2 separate regions of the Gossypium hirsutum genome follow, and region 1 is linked to region 2. The links are chromatin contacts, called in public Hi-C maps. All regions are on one chromosome and are shown on one strand. The core of a region is the stretch at or near the end of the contact, and the rest is flanking DNA. Distances in the headings are between cores, read along the strand shown.

Region 1 (5,591 bases), core at 2,430-4,929, 300 kb after region 2:
AACATCTTCTGTTATTAAAAAAAAGAAGAAATGAAATAGTCAATTAACTTAAATAAATGAGCTTAAAAAATGGAAACCAACAAATACCTAAGATGCAACAAAATTAGTTTTAATATAATTATTAGAAGGATAATCACACCGCAAGTTACTAAATTATGGTAGACTTTTTTTTGTTATTCAATTAGTAAAAATTTTAAATTGATCATTCAATTAATTAGATTTGTCTCTTTTTTTTTGTATTTTTTGTTAATTGATGTTAGATACTTGACGGAATTTTGGTATTATGACAAAATCATCCTTCAACTTTTACATATTATGTCAATTTAGTTATAATTTTAAAAAAAAATTTAACCTCAATATTTACATATTATCTTAAATTAGTCATAATTCTAAAAAAATATCAAAGAAATATATAAAAATACATAATATTTTTTAAAAATATATAAAAATTTACATTGTATATGTAATTAAATGTATGATTTACTTGCAGGGGCAACAGAAACTGCAATTGTATAAAGTTTGTGTGATTTTCATAGTCTTTCTTCACCTTTGGTTATAAGATGAAGAGGGAGGATATTTTTAAATCATGGCTTCGGCTAAGAGAATTTTTGTAGCCTTCTTCATGATGTTAATTAGCATGGAATTCTTTTTGTCATTTAAGTTGAAGAAAAGAAAATACACCACCATTTTATATATATATATATATATTTCTTTGAATTTTTAAGAATTAGGGTAAAAGCTATTTTTTAAAATTATGACTAAATTAACACAATATGTAAAATTGAGGGCTAAGTTTATTATTATACTAAATTTTGAACTATTACCTCACCTTTTTGTCAAGCATCTAAAACCAGTTAAAATAAATAAACCTAATTAATTGAGTGGTAAATTTAAAACTTTTAATAGTTGAGTAACCAAAAAATAAATTCAACTATAATTGAGTGACTTGCAATATAATTTACTCTTATTATAAAATTATTTTTAAAAAAATAACCATACAACACTTAACATGAACAAGTGCTCAAAAGTTAAATTCCATCAACAAATTTTTATGGAAATTTAAAACCAAATTTTTGTATTTCCAGTAAAAATGAATTAGGATTTGTGCAAATACAAACACAATTTTTTCATAAGAGATAAATTTTAGATTTTAAAATAAATTTTAAAACCAAGTATTTATAATAAAAAATTAAGGGAATTTTTTTCTCTAAGTTTTTATATCAATGAGTGTATCATTTTTGTCTTGGTACTAGCACGTATTAATGTGTTTCAATACAATGTTTGAGATACCAATCGGTACAAATTGATATGCCTTGGTACAAGCTGGTATTGATCAAAATGAGTCAAAACATACTAGAATGACTCAAACGGAATGAAATCTTAAACATAATAGAACCTAATTTACTTGGTACTGGTTGAAGATCATAACAGTATATACGATCGATATGATCGGTACTATTACGGTACCGAATATCATATTTCAAAAACACAAAGCTTCTTACCGTTCATTTCATTTGCTTCACCCAATGCCACCCCTCCGTTGCATCTATCGCCACCTCTGCACTTATCAAACACCTCTCTCAAGGTGATCAAACTACCTTGAATTAGTATTAGTTACCAAAGAAATTAGATATACAGTGACTTTGAAGAAATTTTAACTAAAAATGATTTTATGTCTTGAAATAACTACGTAAGTGTACGATTGTTGAAATCGTAAAAAATAAAATCTATTTGAAAAATAATAATTAGTAGAAGTGATAGGTAGGATGGAATTCATAAAAAAAAACTGATAATAATTTTGTTTCTTTAATAAACAAGTAAAATAAATTTTAAAAAAAATTTAAAAAACTAAAATTAAAATTAAAATAAAATAAGAAAATCAATATGATAAACTTTAGCTAGAGATAAAGTTTCGATCCGTTTGATTTAAGGTTCTAATCATTTATGCAAAAACAATTTTTAATATTTTTTAATAAATTAGTTATAGTTTCCGACGATCGCCTAATAACTTAATCTCTTCCTATCTTCTCGATGATCAGGACAATTTTCGTTAATTACTTTTCATATTGACAAATAACCCTATAACAGTCGCTTAGGAGTTTAATCTATCAATAGCATTAAGAAAGAAAGTGACCCAATTTTAACCAATAAACACACAATCATGATTTGTTTAAGTTAGATCACATGCCCACACTACATAAATAATCATGCACGGGGTCAAAACTAGGGGGGCCCTCCCCTAAAATGGAAAATTTTCTATTTAGACCCTTTAAGTTTTCTAATAAATGTAAAATTACACTTTGGCCCCCTAAAAATGATAAAATTTTGATTTAATCCTTTAAAACTATAAAGATGCTATTAAAATGGTGAAATTGCATTTTTATTATCATAAAACTTATAATTTAATTTCGGCTCCTCTAAAAAAAATTCCTAATTTCACCCTTGATCATGCATTCGTCACAAATATTAAAAATCAGTCAATCAACTAGTTATCTAATTGACAAAGCAATCATTTTAAGCTATGAAATATCGGCCTAATATTTAACAAATCTGAACAATTTCGATTAATCTAGAAAACATGCAAATACTAAAGAGTAAAGAAAAGATTAGGAATCATTAGATCTCACAAACTTTAGAGATTCAAAATTTGGTTAACCTTCGACTAGAAAAGAAAGGTTAGAAACCCATAAAGAAATAGTAATGTTTATTTATAGAGCAAAAAATATATAACAGAGAAAACACAAAAGTTCCATTGAATACATAAAGTAGAAATATTTTAGGCTTTTTTAATGATTTTCGCGTTAAACTTTCAAGTCATTTTTTAGTGCCTTTCTAACGTTATTGGGCTTGAGTCTTGAGATAGCTTTAGCTAAATCTTTTAATTATCTTTGAATATGTATATTATGGGGTCCAAAATGAGGCCTGTAACTCAAGTTGTAGCCAAAATACTAATACTATTCTATGTTAAAAGTCCAAACCACAAAACCATGCCCAAAATAAAATTTAAGCTACTTTTTTTTCGGGTCTCTAAACTAATAATAAATCAAATATAGATAATATAATTAGTAACATAATTAAAAATAAAAAATATCATAAATAATTTAGAAATTACGCATGTTACTAATTTTTTAAACTAAAAATAATTGTCTTGAAATAATAAGATAAAACTATTATCTAGTGACTTTATAAACTTTTCTATAACTCAAATAATTTTATAATAAAAAATGAATTAGCGTTAAATTCAAAGCTGAAAAAATGTTTTTGAAGTGATTGAGCAAAATAATATATGTGTATAATATTTGTAAAAAATGTTTTTGAAGATTAAAAATAGTTAGAAATTCAAATCTAAAGTTGAATTGTTGAAATACTAAATTTCAATTCATTTAAAATCTTGAATTTTAAGTATTTTAAATTTTAAATAAATATATTTGAAAATATAAATCTAAATTTATGTTCCCAAATCCTGCAATAGGGAATTGGAAAGAAAAATAAGAATTTCTTTGAAAAAAAAAAGAAATTAAGAAAAATAAATAAATAAAATGCAGCAAAAAAAAAAGAGCGGGGATCCCATTGACACGCGTCAAACGACGTGTTTTCATAGACAGTTAGACACTTTGTCATTGTACGTGTCAAACTAAAAAAAGTCAAAACCAAAACAGCAGTTAAACCCGTCCAAGGATCCTGGAGCCTTGAACCCGTTAACCCGAATTCAAAGTCTCTGTCTTTCTTTCTTAAAAGTCCTGTATAAAACCGAATCTGAAGCGCCAAATACAAGGCCGCTAATTCTCTGTCCCATATCGAAACACCCACCTCGTATTTCCCGTCCGCCGCCCTTTCTTCTTCTTCTTCTTCTTCTTCTTCTTCTTCTTCTTTGCAAGTGATTTTGAGTGAACTGATTTTAATTTTTGGGTGTTTTAATTGTTTTGAAGAGATTCCCTCAAAGATGAGACTGTTGAAAGTCGCCACCTGTAATTTGAACCAATGGGCGATGGATTTTGATTGCAATTTGAAGCACATTAAGGATTCCATAACAAGGGCAAAAGAAGTTGGTGCTGTCATCAGGCTCGGACCCGAGCTTGAAATCACTGGCTATGGCTGTGAAGATCATTTCTTGGAACTCGATACAGTCAATCACGCGTAAGTTCCCTTTTTTTTATTCCCCTCTCCCCCCCCCCAAAAAAAAAAAGAGAGAGAGAGCGATTCTTGGAGCTTTGCTTTGCTTTGTGAGGTTATTAAAATTTGGGTTATCAGTCGTTTGTTGGTTATTAGAATTGAATTGTAGTGATTACTGGTTATTTCTTTATGGAATGCAGCGTATGGTTTTTGCTTCTTTTTTTTTTTTTGCTAAATTTACAGTATAAACTGAAACATTTGGTATTTTTATTTAGGAAAGTGCCTCTTTTTTTTTCTTTTTTTTTCTGGATAATGCTTGGTTGTTTGAATGACACAACTAGTATTTTGCTTCTCTGAAATGACAGTTGGGATTATTTGTTTGCAGGTGGGAGTGTTTGAAAGAAATACTTCTTGGTGATTGGACGGACGGCATATTGTGCAGCATAGGAATGCCTATCATTAGAGGATCAGAGCGTTATAATTGTCAAGTTTTGTGTTTTAACCGGAAAATTGTCATGATAAGACCAAAGATGTGGCTTGCAAATGATGGCAATTACAGGGAGCTTCGCTGGTTTACCACATGGAAGCAAAAGGACCAGCTTGTAGAATTTCAGCTCCCACCTGAAATTTCTGAGGCCTTATCACAGACCTCAGTGCCTTTTGGTTACGGATACATTCAGTTTTTAGACACGTAAGCTTAACACTGCTGGTCCTGCTATTATCAGTTCCCATTAAGTTTTATGCCTTAGCTCATAATGATTTCATAACCGGATATCGATCATCATAAGATCATGTCTTCTCTATGTAATGATGCAAATGTAACTTAACATGCAAATAGGTTACATCGCTCGTCATATGAAAGTTTGTCATGGGTTCTTGATGAAACACTAATATTTGAACCTATTTGATCCCTTGTTAGAGCTGTTGCGGCAGAAATTTGTGAAGAGCTTTTTACTCCTAATCCTCCCCATACCGAGCTTGCATTAAATGGGGTTGAAGTTTTCCTGAATGCCAGTGGGAGTCACCATCAATTGAGAAAGCTAGACCTTCGACTTCGTGCTTTTATAGGTGCTACTCATACTCGTGGAGGGGTTTACATGTACAGTAACCACCAGGGCTGTGATGGTGCACGGCTGTATTATGGTAAATAACATGCTTTATTTCCCACTTTATTTCATGGTAACTTTACTCTAGGTTCCAGCATAAATTTAACTAGCGATATGATTTAAGTAGTAATCTTGCTTTGGTTCTTCTGCACCAGTAGAAAATGTGTTGTCTTTCGTGCAAAAATATTGTTTGGTTTATTGAGCACTAATTTATTTATTTCAGATGGGTGTTCCTGTGTTGTTGTGAACGGAGAGGTTGTTGCTCAAGGCTCACAGTTCTCCTTGAAGGATGTTGAGGTTGTGGTTGCTCAAGTAGATTTAGATGCGGTATGTTATAACTTTGCACTCCAATATATTTTTGTTGGGTATTAA
Region 2 (5,604 bases), core at 2,074-4,573:
ATGGTTTCAGACGCTCAAGAAACATCTTGTGCATCACCTTGGTTTTCGTGCTTCAAAAGCAGACCCGTCCTTATTCGTTCGAACCTCTGTTGGACATCAACTATTGCTTATGGCATATGTTGATGATATTGTACTTACAGGAAGTTCTGCTGAAGAAATAGACACAGTCGTTCGTCTACTTCATGTAGATTTGCACTCAAAGATATGGGTCAACTTAGCTATTTCTTGGGGATTGAAGTACAACACACGTCTCAAGGGTTGTACCTCAATCAAAGAAAGTATATTTCAGAGATTCTACAGAGAACTGGAATGATTGGGGCTGCACCCACGCCAACACCTATGGTGAGTACCCCAAAACTAGTTGCCTCTGATGGACATTCACTATTTGCTGATGGTTAGTTATATCGAAGCACAGTTGGTATGCTTCAGTACCTATGCATTACACGTCCTAACGTGGCTTTTTGTGTCAACAAATTAAGTCAATATATGAATTCTCCCAGTGATGATCATTGGAAAGCTGTAAAACGTGTTCTAAGGTACCTCGTCGGGACTATGGATTATGGTTTAATTTTCTCCAAAGGGCAGCTCAAGTTGATAGGTTATTCAGATGCTGACTGGGCTGCATCGGTTGGAGACAGGCATTCCACCACGGGGTATGTGATTTATCTTGGCTCCAATCCAGTTGTATGGTGCTCCAAAAAGCAATCGGTTGTGTCCAGGTCATCCTCTGAAGCTGAGTATCGCAGTTTAGCTAATTGTGTTGCTGAACTGTTATGGATCAAACAGCTACTAGATGAAGTCGGGGTGTCAATGTGTCAAACACCAGTTGTTTGGTGTGACAACACTTCTACAGTGTCTATGGCTGCCAATCCAACCCATCATGCTCGCATGAAGCACGTAGAAATTGATAATCATTTCATACGAGAAAAAGTGGCTGCAGGTGCCTTACAAGTTAATTTTGTACCCTCTGCTAAGCAGATTGCTGATGTTCTTACAAAACCTATACCTCCAAAGCAGTTTGCTGGCTTTCGACTGGATTTACAAGTTCAATTACATGACAAGAGTTGTAAAATTCAAACGAAACCAGGAGAATGTTAGAGCTATAGTCTGTTAGTTAGTTAGCTAATGAATAACCACTGCTTGTGTTGGTTAAAGTTAGTTAGATCAGTTTAACTTCTACTGCTATAAATAAGCAATAGTTGCTGTACTGAAGCTCAAGTTAATTTTCTAATAACAATTCAGTATTGTTGATATCTTAACACTATGACTGTATAGAGCAAATCAAATTGTGCAACATGTAAAAAATAATTATTATATTTATTTTTTAATGTCAGTATATAAAGTTATACATTTAAAATTTTTATTTAATTAATAAAACTGTTAACTATTATATGATGATGCGTATGATATAATAGAATCTGATGTGATCTGAAACAAATATTATATAAACATAATTTTGAGTTGGGGCACGATTATAGTTGGAAAAGATTACTAGTTTATTTATAAAAAAATCAAATGAGATGAATAAGTAGAAAGAAATATCCCCAATTGTGTTACCAACTCCAAAGACTGTAGTTAGTGGGATAGCAAAGAAATGTTAAATTAAATGTTTCTTATGAAACACACTGGGGATCTGATTTGAGTTTGAAAAGAGTAAATGGGGCAGTTAAATTGATGGTCAATGAGATGGAAATAGAGTGGGACAGTGACACAGGGGGTATATTATTTATACACTATGCAAACCAATTTGTTTGTTAGTTTAAAGATTTGATGCACGCAATTTGTGTGCGCCAAAATATATAGATTCCAGGGTCCTGCACGTGGAGGAAACTAGCTAGTTCAAAGTAGAAGGGCAGATCAATAAGAAGGGTTGTTGAACATATGCCCTCTTTCATCTCCTCTTAACCACATTTTTTCCAACCCAATCAAATCTCTTCTTCTCAAATTATTCCATCATTGGATGCATGCATTTTTTATTTACCGTGTTTTTGTTCCCATGTCTATGCAAACTGTAGTGCAGGAATGCCACATGGTATGAGATGAGTTGTTTTTTCTCCCAACCAATCTCTATTTATATATATTCTAAATTTTATTACATACTTACAACATTTAAAATAATATATAAAAAGTGTGGCTTGAAAGCAGTTAATAGTAACACCTTTTTTATTTTTTATTTTTTATTTAAATAAAAACACTATGTTATTCAATAATTAAAAAACTATTTATGTACTTTAGTCTTTTTATTTTTTAGAAAACCTAATAAAAAATTTCATGCGGTTGAATTTGAATCCATACAATTTACACTAATAAATCAACTTTACCACTAAAGTAAAGCTTTATTTTAATATAATATTATATTTTAATTGTATTATTAATTAATTTCAAACCGTACATTTTATTATTTATCATATGTTATTTTATACGCACTTCTATGTTCTAAATATATGGTTTTCACATACATTTTCATGTGACAGGATTTTTAATTATATTTAAGAAGCTTATTAAGTTGATATCACCCTTTGATCAAGTCCAACTCAATTGAATATAAATTCTTCCCCTCAAACTCTATTTAATGTTTTAACTCTTAATTCAATCCTAAAATGAAAATTTTTTTATTTAGTTTTAATCTACTGTAATATTTTACATAATTTTTATTTTTATTAATCTAAACTAAATCTATGTTATAAAATCTCATGAAAATAAGAAATTATTATCGAAATATGTAAAAATGATTATAAAAAATAAAATATTTTTTTAAACTCTTAAATAGTTAAAAATACTAAAATAGTGTGTTTTTAAAGGAAATATACTAAAATCGTTATAAATTCTAAAGAGGGGTATTTTAATAGTATAACAAAGCCAGGCGGGTGAATTTTACCTGCTTGGTTGCCACTCTTTCTTATTCTTTTTCCTAGGCTCTGTAAAAAACAAATGAGTTAAAAAGCAAAGGTATTTTTTAAAATATATATGTACTCTTTAGAAATGTAGTTTCTATATTTTACTAGTAGGAATTAATTTTTTTTTAATTTTAAAATTTAGATTAAATTGTTAATAATTTTAAAATTATTATTATTTAGTTAAATAGATATTAAATGATTTTTTTAATATTTTATATCAATAAATTTAACAGCAAAAAATGTAACAGTATCAATAATTCAACCTAAATTTTTAAACTAAAAAAAATAAATTCTTTAAAATAAAAATTTTTAAATTTGTGAATACCACTAATTATTGTATATTTTAACGGTTAAAAAAATAAGGATGGCGCATGTGGCTATTTCTAGATCATTAACGTTCCCCCTTTCATGGCTTTAAAAAGGAGGCGACGGCTTTGTAGTGTCATGTGCTCATTTTAGCGCACACATACACGCACTCTCTCTCTCTCTCTCTCTCGAGTTTACATCACCTCTTTTCTGGTTTTTGTGATCATTTCAGATTGTGCGGCTGGAATCGTAGAAGAAAGAAAAAAAAAATGGGAAGAGCCCCATGTTGTTCTAAGGTAGGTTTGAACCGAGGTCCTTGGACAGCCAGAGAAGACACATTGCTGATTAATTATATACAGGCTCATGGAGAAGGTCATTGGAGATCTTTGCCTAAAATGGCTGGTAATTTTCTACATCTGTCTTAATAAGCAGCTACAATTTTATTTCTTGCTCTAGTTGTAATTTCATTGATTTTGGGTTTGGTGGGCACTGTTCAGGGTTGCTTAGGTGCGGAAAAAGCTGCCGACTAAGATGGATTAACTATCTCCGACCTGATATCAAGCGAGGAAACATTACTCCCGACGAGGACGACCTCATTATCAGGCTTCATTCTCTTCTGGGAAATCGTTGGTCTCTCATTGCTAAAAGACTTCCAGGCAGGACCGACAATGAAATCAAGAACTACTGGAATTCTCACCTCAGCAAAAGGGTGCTCAATAATTCACAAACTAATTCAACTACAAGAAGCAGCCGTAAAGCCAAGAAAGCCACTGAAAAGAAGCAAAAGGCCAATGTGGAGGAGAAAGAAGAGATAAAGGTGCTGCATCAACCAAAAGCCAGCAGGGTTTCGCCATTCTCAGTAATATCAAGGAGCAGCAGTTTTGACAGCCTCATAAGTGGGTCATCTAGCAGCGGTGAAGGGAGCAAAGGAACCAATGATGCCTATGTTTTTTATATTCCTAGCTATTGGTCCGACTTTGCAGCTGATACTAACCTAGAATTTCCTGACGCTGAGGCGTTTTCAGATGCCACACCCGTAGGAGATAGTAATTTGCTTGACGACATTTTTGAAGAATACCAGAAACTTCTTGATGGCGATGACCCTGGCGAAAGAGATTCCATATTTGATGTTCTCTCTTGTTTTTGAGTATTTTCTGCTACAAGATTCTCCACTGTATAATTCAATCTCAATGAACTACTAATTAAAATCCTAAAAACACTCTCAAAAACAGTATCTGGAACTGAATCTTCCTTAGGATCGAATTAAGAAATACGAGAAACGATAGTAAGGAAGAAAACAACCGAAAAACATGTTGCCGTTGCTCTTTCGTTCTACATCACCTTTCAAGGCACTTCCTTATTAACAAAGCCACCTCAGTCATTTTGATTTAGATTTGTACTAAAATTATTAAATAACAAAATGATAATACCTAACACATTTAATCTATTTATAATATATACAGAAGTAAAAACGGTAAGGATCCGATTTTCGGTAAGGTTAGAAAATGTGGATTTGGAATTTCGTATCTGTTAATCGAGCCTATAAATATAAAATAAGAATATTTACGGAGTTATTATGAAAATATAATAAATCTTGGTTAAATAATTTAATGGAGAAAATAGTTAATTAAGTTTAGGGACTAAATTGTGAAAGTCCAATCGCTATAAAGATTTAATTTAGAAAAATGTAACATCCCACGTGGCGAAGTCCTAGTATTCAATTATTGTTTGTCGATGTATGGTATTTAGAGTAAATTTTGAGTGGGTAAGGTGTTAGATTTGACTAAGTATATAAATTCTATGAATGCGCCTTTGGACGAAGTTTGTGTTTGGCGAGCTTGCTGGTTTGGCACGAATATGTTACGTCCTTAGTTTCAAAGAGCTATTTATTATTTTATTATTATATTATTATTTTGCATGAACAATTTAGTTACAAAAATAAGAATTGGTTCAAAGAGAACTAAGTTATTGTAGTCGATAAGACTCACATTTATGATGAGAAAGAAAGTGCTTAGTCATAGGAATCTGACTTATCCACTAAACCTAGCTTTCGTGTTTATCTGTATAAAGTTAGTAATGGCTTTTTGAGCAAGTTTTACGTTTTCTCTTGCACCCATATTTTCTTCTCAAATTTTATCTTCACCTTTTCTCTCAAAAAACTTAATACTTGAGGCTTGCTTGAAGATTGGGTTCGATGTACTCAGCCAACTCTTTTGTTGTTTAGTACCTGGTAAATATTAATGAACTTTAGGTTATTTTCATGGTTATTTACGTGACCTTAGAGTTGTATGCTTTAGGGCCGGTTTAGAGTGTAAGAAAGGAAATTTCCTGATTCCGAGTTTTTTGCTAATGTTTCCTACAAGCTTGTTTAGTTTTTTGGTATAGTGATCTGATAAGTTTA

The links. Hi-C and Micro-C count contacts between places; a contact is called where the count stands out from the background.
Region 1: a contact with region 2 is called in a Hi-C map of leaf, with 2.4 times the contacts expected there. The contact joins the promoter of LOC107911417 here to the promoter of LOC107911458 in region 2. A contact is called at or near these places in 2 of 34 Hi-C or Micro-C datasets (callus and leaf).

The regions. Positions count from the first base shown.
Region 1 is chrD08:41,555,544-41,561,134 of Gossypium_hirsutum_v2.1, forward strand. It overlaps LOC107911417 (glutamine-dependent NAD(+) synthetase), which reads left to right and starts at 3,680. Exons shown (of 14, transcript XM_016839254.2): 1 at 3,680-3,813; 2 at 3,930-4,137; 3 at 4,499-4,804; 4 at 5,033-5,256; 5 at 5,443-5,546. The coding sequence starts at 3,944.
Region 2 is chrD08:41,253,000-41,258,603 of Gossypium_hirsutum_v2.1, forward strand. It overlaps LOC107911458 (myb-related protein 308), which reads left to right and starts at 3,324. Exons shown (of 2, transcript XM_016839280.2): 1 at 3,324-3,605; 2 at 3,701-4,420. The coding sequence starts at 3,473. The coding sequence ends at 4,350.